Linked DNA regions of Rattus norvegicus: region 2 is linked to region 1. A link is a contact called in public Hi-C data. All regions are on one chromosome and are shown on one strand. Each heading gives the region's core, a stretch centred on a gene start, on an enhancer-like site or on the middle of the called end of the contact. The rest is flanking DNA. Distances are from core to core; before and after follow the strand shown. Region 1 holds the start of Tpd52l1 (TPD52 like 1). Region 2 holds the start of Hddc2 (HD domain containing 2).

What was found. A called contact is a pair of places that touch in the nucleus more often than the background predicts.
Region 2: a contact with region 1 is called in a Hi-C map of mammary epithelial cells, with 2.0 times the contacts expected there. The contact joins the promoter of Hddc2 here to the promoter of Tpd52l1 in region 1. A contact is called at or near these places in 2 of 12 Hi-C or Micro-C datasets (frontal cortex and mammary epithelial cells).

What each region holds. Positions count from the first base shown.
Region 1 is chr1:27,989,242-27,992,488 of GRCr8, reverse strand. Tpd52l1 (TPD52 like 1) reads right to left here and starts at 1,254. Exons shown (of 8, transcript NM_001044295.1): 1 at 1,133-1,254. The coding sequence starts at 1,151.
Region 2 is chr1:28,131,666-28,135,095 of GRCr8, reverse strand. Hddc2 (HD domain containing 2) reads left to right here and starts at 2,119. Exons shown (of 6, transcript NM_001108460.1): 1 at 2,119-2,225; 2 at 3,263-3,384. The coding sequence starts at 2,157.

The DNA.
Region 1 (3,247 bases), core at 5-2,504:
CACACAGCTGGACGTTGTTCATGCTTTTGGGATTTGGGGTTCGAGCTCAACTCCAGGGTCTGGAACTGCCTTTAGTTGCACTCTCCTTTCCTCTTCAGATAATGGGTGTGTGTTAGGGAGGGGGGGTGTGCTGCAGCTTCCGGGCAGGGCCTTGGCTGATTCTTTGACCAAAGAAGAGTATGGTTCATGTTGTTCAGACTATTGTGATCCTGGCAGCAAACCAACTGAGTGACTCCAGACCTACAGACTGCCAAAACTGCCCTCATTCCAGCTGCTTTTGCCCCTAGAATGCATGAGGTCCGGAACCTCTTTGCTTCATTAAAATAAAAAACAAAGTTTATTTATTTTAAAAGGCACCACAGAATTCCTCAGTGGGAAGAAAGGTAGTCCTGATGGCATTAATGCAACCCATTCCTTCTGAGTGTCGCTTCCAAAGTGGATTTCTGAGCGCTTTCGTCCTCACTGTCTCTCGCCCCACATAGGACCACCTCCCATCCTTTCTAAGGAAAGGATGAAAAACCAGGTCAGGGTTATCAGTCTGGAGGCGGGGGCCAGGGGGTGGGAGTGGGGGGAGTTGTGAAGCTCTTTTGCCATTGAAAGGCCAATCATCCCCCCCCCCCGCCCCCCGCTGCAGCCCCTGTATAGCAGGGACACTGAATCTTCACAAAACTACCACCTCTCTCGCGTCCGCGCCGAACTTGTGAACAGCGGGACGTGAGCTCCAGGGCCCGAATCCCAAGGAACCAGCTCCCCCGCCCCCACCGCCCACCCCCGGTGGGTGGAGAGCAGCGCAGGGATCCGGAGCCTACACAACAGGTCCTTTGAGCACCTTCCAGGATGAGGAAGTGTGGCCCACAGACTGCTAGAAGGGACAACACAGTGCAGACAAGGACACAATCCCCTGAGGACCGGCTACTCAGTTTTTGGGTCCCCATTCCTTCCCTGGTCCCCAGCCCCACCGCAAAATTTGAGTTAGGCAAAGGATGCAAGCGTGATCCCGAAGGCGCGCGTCGGCTCCGAGTTCCATCCGCGTAGGATGTCCCTGTCTGTCCGGGAGTAAAGTTAGGTAAAGGAAGAGAGTCTCTCTGGGCTTCTGAGGACCAGACCTCGGGGGCGACCGGCGACCACCCACCTTGTGCCTGCGCCTCCATGGTGGCCGGCGTGGAGCTGAGCGCGGCGGGGAATCCACGGACTCCTCGCAGAGCAGCAGATGGTAGCGGTGCCCGAGCTCGGAAGACTGCCAGCCACGCCGCCCGTGCCCTCTTCTGGGCGAGCGTTGCGTGGAGGAGGCGGGGGACTGCGGGCGGCCACCACTGGCCGCTGCTGGTTACCTCCGCCCCTTCCAGTCCACCTGGTCCACCCAGCGCAGCGGAGAATGCCAGGTTGGGCGCCACCTACTGGCCGCTCTGCGCACCCAGTGGGCGGCTTCCCCTCCAAGGTGCAAATGCCCAGACAACCAGAAGCCTGCAAGATAAGACACAAATGCCTTGGCAGGAAGGAGATAGGGAGGGTAGGGGTACAATGCTGAGCCACTGGTTCTGGTGGAGACGGTAGTGTTAGGTTCCTGGGCGCCCCAGTACCATATTTTTGTCAACTGCCCATTACATAACTTTATTTTATATGCCCGTTTAAAGAACTCTTACTTAATGTAATTGGTTCATCTAACATTGAGTATACAGAGCTGTAACTCAGACCAAAACATAAGTTATTAAGGTTATGTAATGTGTAAACTTCCTCTGTAAAGTTCATCACTCTCTACTGTACTTAGGGGGTTGGGCATGGATTCAGTCTCAAACAAAAGTCTGAAATGAGGCTAGGCAGTGTTGGTTTGGGGGTAGGTTAAGTCTCAGTATTTTGAGACTTAACAGAAGAAATAACAGAAGAAAAGCTGTGTTTGGTGTTATCATGTGCCTTGTTATCCAGAGCCTGTAGGCTGTGCCACTGCGTTGGTGGAGTAGTCCTTTTTAGAGAAGACTGAAACTTCAGTCCTGTGTCAAGGCTAGTCTGGAAGTGTAACTGGAAAACCAGTAGTATGAATGGGCGTTCACATGTCACCTCCACCAGTTTCTACCTACTTCCTTTTCCTCAGCATCTCACAAACTCCACAAAGCACAGTCTAGCATTTTCTTACGCCTGGTGTTACATAGTTTGCATTTTTTTTTTTTTTTTGGTGAAAGAGTGTCATTCTCTTTCTCTATAAAATAGATGAGAAAGTCTGGTGAGATTGAAGGTGGTTATTATATGAAATCTCCCGTAATTTCAGCCAAAGAGCCTCAACCAGATTTACAGCTCAGGAAAGATAGTGAATAATCAATCAAAAAGTCCTATTTTCACCACATCCAAGTTACTCTCAAAGTTACAGGCTAGAAATATGAATGGTGTCCTTTCCCTTGAGAGAAAGAATGCTGGTGGTTTTGGGGCATGTACACAAACAGGTGGTTTTTGGTTGGTTGGTTTTGTCTGTTTTTCTCAGTTTTGTGCTGAAGATCTCATAGGTATGTAATCATTTTCATGACATTTACCCTATAATGACTTTTAGTGAAAGTAACTAGGAAGGTTCAAAGTGGCAAATGGATGAATAAATCACTTTTAGAGCCTATTCAGTTTTTCTGGTCTTCTTAATCCTAGAAATTACACATCGGGTCACAACAGTTGACTCCCAACAGTTAAAATGAGCTAACGTTGTGCCTGACTTTTCATCTCTAGCCACCTACTTTCGTCTGGCTTGTTTCCAATTGCTAAAACTTTAAGCTTCTGCCCTTTTAACATTTTGGTCATTTTTTTAATGATCATAAGACTTGGACATTCGTTCTTTGCCCTAGGGATTTGGCTAGATTCCAAGACTATAAATGAAGGGCACAATTCTCCCTTCCCTTTCAAGGGGTTCATGATCTATTGAAAAGGAAGGATAAACAGATCCTTCATGAATCGAGTGAAGGTACTGAGAGCTGTGCAAGGCAAGGCCCAAATGCCTGAGTTCACCACCACTACAGACATCTCAAGTCAGACCCTGGTGAGGAAATTTGTTTTACTTCATCTGAATCTTGAAGGATGTCTAAGCAGCCAAATAGTTGTGTGACCCCCCGTATTTGTTACTTTTTATTGTCACTGCAGACAGATATCAGACATGAAGCCACTTAGGGGAGAAGAGCCCCATTTCTGTCTCAAGGTATGAGGAGACATGGTAGATGATGGCAGAGACAGGACGCCAGTGGATGTGTATATGGCTGTGTCGGGGGAAGCTTGA
Region 2 (3,430 bases), core at 870-3,369, 140 kb before region 1:
TTGGAGAATTTATAAACATCAAAGCAATGAGTGAGTCCTAGAGAGTATAAACTCTGTTTTAAAACAGGCCATTCTGTAGATACTCCCTCAACAAACTCATTTGCGTACAACATGGTAATAATAGCTGTTGTAATCCCATAGGGATGTTTCATTGCTTTCTGAGCTTTGGCCCGAGTAAGAGTCAAACCTGTTTCAAATAGCTGGTAGACAAGCGAAGAGACTGAGGTTAGCAGGGGAGTGTCCTGTCCATGACTGTAGATCCCTGTCAGAGTCCCTCCATTCTATGCTGCTCTTCTCCTCTAGTAAGTAACCAACCTACAGACAGCTTACAGCTCTTTTTGCCTCTCAAATAGCTGCATTAAACTCTTGAGGCCACACACACCTCTTACATTCCTGCGAACCACTGTGTCCCCTTTCAAGAGATCTTTAAGTAATGCCAGTGGTTCAAGACAAGGCCTTTCCCTGCTCCTCAACCTGTTTCCACTGCCCCTATTCAAGTAGGAGTATTCTTTCACTGCTAAATCTTGATGGGTGCGATCAGAACACAGTCCAAGAATGGAGTTGAGCTAGGGGAATTCGTGTGCTTGTGAGAAAACTCCAATTAAACAAGGAAAGAGTCTTGCAATTGCAGCTTCTTCAAAGCCCAGAACTGTTCTTAGAATGAGGTTTTGTGCTCTTCCCAGGAATAGGAGTGAGTTTACTTCAGCTGATATTATTCATATGCCTCTATGGGGAAACATGTTCTTGCCACATATGGCTTGATGTTGTCATTAAATACTATACTCATGTGAATATTCGTAACCCTCAGAGTACAAATTGCCTGATTCTCTGAATAAAGAGCCCCCTAATTCTCCCAAGTTCACGCTGTCAAACTAGGGTGGTAAGCAAGGTGCTAATTGAAAATATTCTACTTCCATAAAGTCCTAGTTATGACTTTCAGAATGTTTTATGCTCTAAACAGCCATGTTCACAGGAATGTTTAGTGATAACTTCTGATTCGAACACGCTGATTTGAGTGTCTAACAGTGTGACTTATAGGGAGAAAGCAGATAGGGATTATATACAAAAACAGGAATAGGCCCTCTACACCTGGGAACTCAGCACAGCAAGGCAGCCTGGCAGTGCTGGCACCTGAAACTTGTGCTTTTATTTTACAGATAACACAAAGTGATAAATAGCTCACCTACCAAGTGCTGGAGATCACTTGGGACCTCATGTATACAAGTGCTTCTTCGCTATACTACACCGCCAACTTTTAATTTCTGCTATAGAGCTGACTTATAATAATCCCGGATACTGCTCATGGATGCTGCCTTGAGTTCTATACTGAGTAACATTCTATACCAACCTTATGCTATGATGACTATACATTTTCTACCATAGTTCCTGGTACAGAATTCTGGCTCAAATGGAAGGCATGATAGGTGTATTAAGCAATAAGAAACAAGAACAGACGATGGCTCATCAGAACCACCAGCTTTTAGTGCCCTGTATATAAATAAACCTACTTTGGTACAAATAAAATGGGATTCCTTTTTATTTCCCTTTCTTTTTGAATTTTATCCATATCCTTGATTCTCCTTGAGTTTTGCCCATATTCATTAACTGCCCTTAAAATCTTGTACCGTTAAACTGTCAATGGAAACAAGTCCTGGAAAACGCTGATGAGTTTCGGGCAGAATGGATGCTTGTGGTTTCAGCATGGGCTTGCTTTTACTAGCCCATTGCCTGCTTCCTCCAAAGTCTCCCTTCTCATTTCTTCCCTTCACAGGCTTGGCCAAGTGCCTTTGTTAAACTGGTTATGGATGTTCGGCCTTTAAGTGGCGCTCCTTAGAGCTAGCTCTTCCTGCCAATCAGACACTGGGCTTCTAAGAGATAAGGTTTGCAGACATTATCCAGCCTCGTCCTCTTCAGGCCTTTCTGCCCTTAGCGTCAAGCTGCGATCCATGTGAAAGCTGATGGTAGTTAATTGAGCAGAGATCACCCAAAGCCTGAGCATTGGGCAGTCCATTCAGAGAAGGTCGTCCCCCAAAGAAGGAAGTGGGGCTGTGGGGAGGAGCCAAAGAGAGGGGAGGGACCGAAAGACAGTGGGGAGGAGCTAAAGGAGAGTGGGGAGGGGCCTGAGGACGTCACCAACCAGCTCTTTACACTCCAGCATGGCTTCGGCCACATCCAACTGCCAGGCCGGGCTGTTGCGTTTTCTGCGTCTAGTCGGGCAGCTCAAGGTGAGCGAGTGGGCTCGGCCGGGCCGGGAGGCGGCGGGGTCCAGCTCAGGCTCCGACCTCACGCAACCTCCCTCGCTCAGCCCCGCCTCGTGCGGCCTGGATGTGCCGGGAAGGAGCTGGCGGGAACCCAGCCGAGGATTCTTTGCGGGGCGCCGCCACAGCCCAGGTCATGGGCGGTGCTGCGGAGCTGCAGCGGAAGGCCGGAGTGTGGCCCCTGCTTATGAGTAGTGGAGACCTTCCTCTGTCGCCGTGACTTCCGGAAATGACCGTTTCAGTAATTCGGTTTCAGCGTGCACCAGCTTGTGCAGAGCTTGTGCAGAGCCCCCTACGTTCCAAGACGAGCTGTTCCCTGACACTGTGACTACTGTTTGTGAAATCCTTTAGAAACATAGAACTCCCAGGTAAAATGCAGACTCACATGATCACATCATGATCTGAATAAAAGGCTTCACTGCCGTGGAAATTCCTCCAAGCCATCTGAGTTAGAACTGGGGAGTCTGTTACATGTTATATGTACAAAATATTCTATTACTGTATGAAATTTTTTTTGACAGCAAAACCCTACTCCTCTCGTAGTTAGGAAAAATATAGGGGCTTTGCTTTGCATTTTTTCTTAACTACAACACAGTATGGAGACCAGATGGGCAACACAGGCTGGGAGCCTGGAACTTGAGTCTTCCCCTGTTGAGTTCTGAGATTCCAGGCATGTACCACCAGGCTTACCACCAGTTTTGCTTTTATGTCTAAAACCTTTTTGTGTTTTTGTCCCACAGTTATACTTCAGTAGCACGGAGTAAAGACTATTAGACTTTCGTATACTCGTGAATTGCATTTTGCCCACTCACTAGTTTGATTTCGGATTTTGATCGCTACGATTAGTTTAAATAAAGCATTGTTTAAAAATATGTTTGAAATCATGACTCGGCTGATATGTGGCTCTGTGGCCATTCTCTGGCATTTTCTTCAAGAGCACCTTTTGGATTTGTTGTTTCCAGTGATGGTTTTTTGTTTGTTTAACCCCTTATCTTATTTATTAGAGAGTCCCACGGACTGGCTGGGTATATAGAAACGTTGAGAAGCCGGAAAGCGTGTCAGATCACATGTACCGGATGGCAGTTATGGCTATGGTGACCAGAGATGACCGTCTTAACAAGGATAGGTAAGTTATTTGAACATTGATGCTTGTGAACATCTCTGGACTCTGC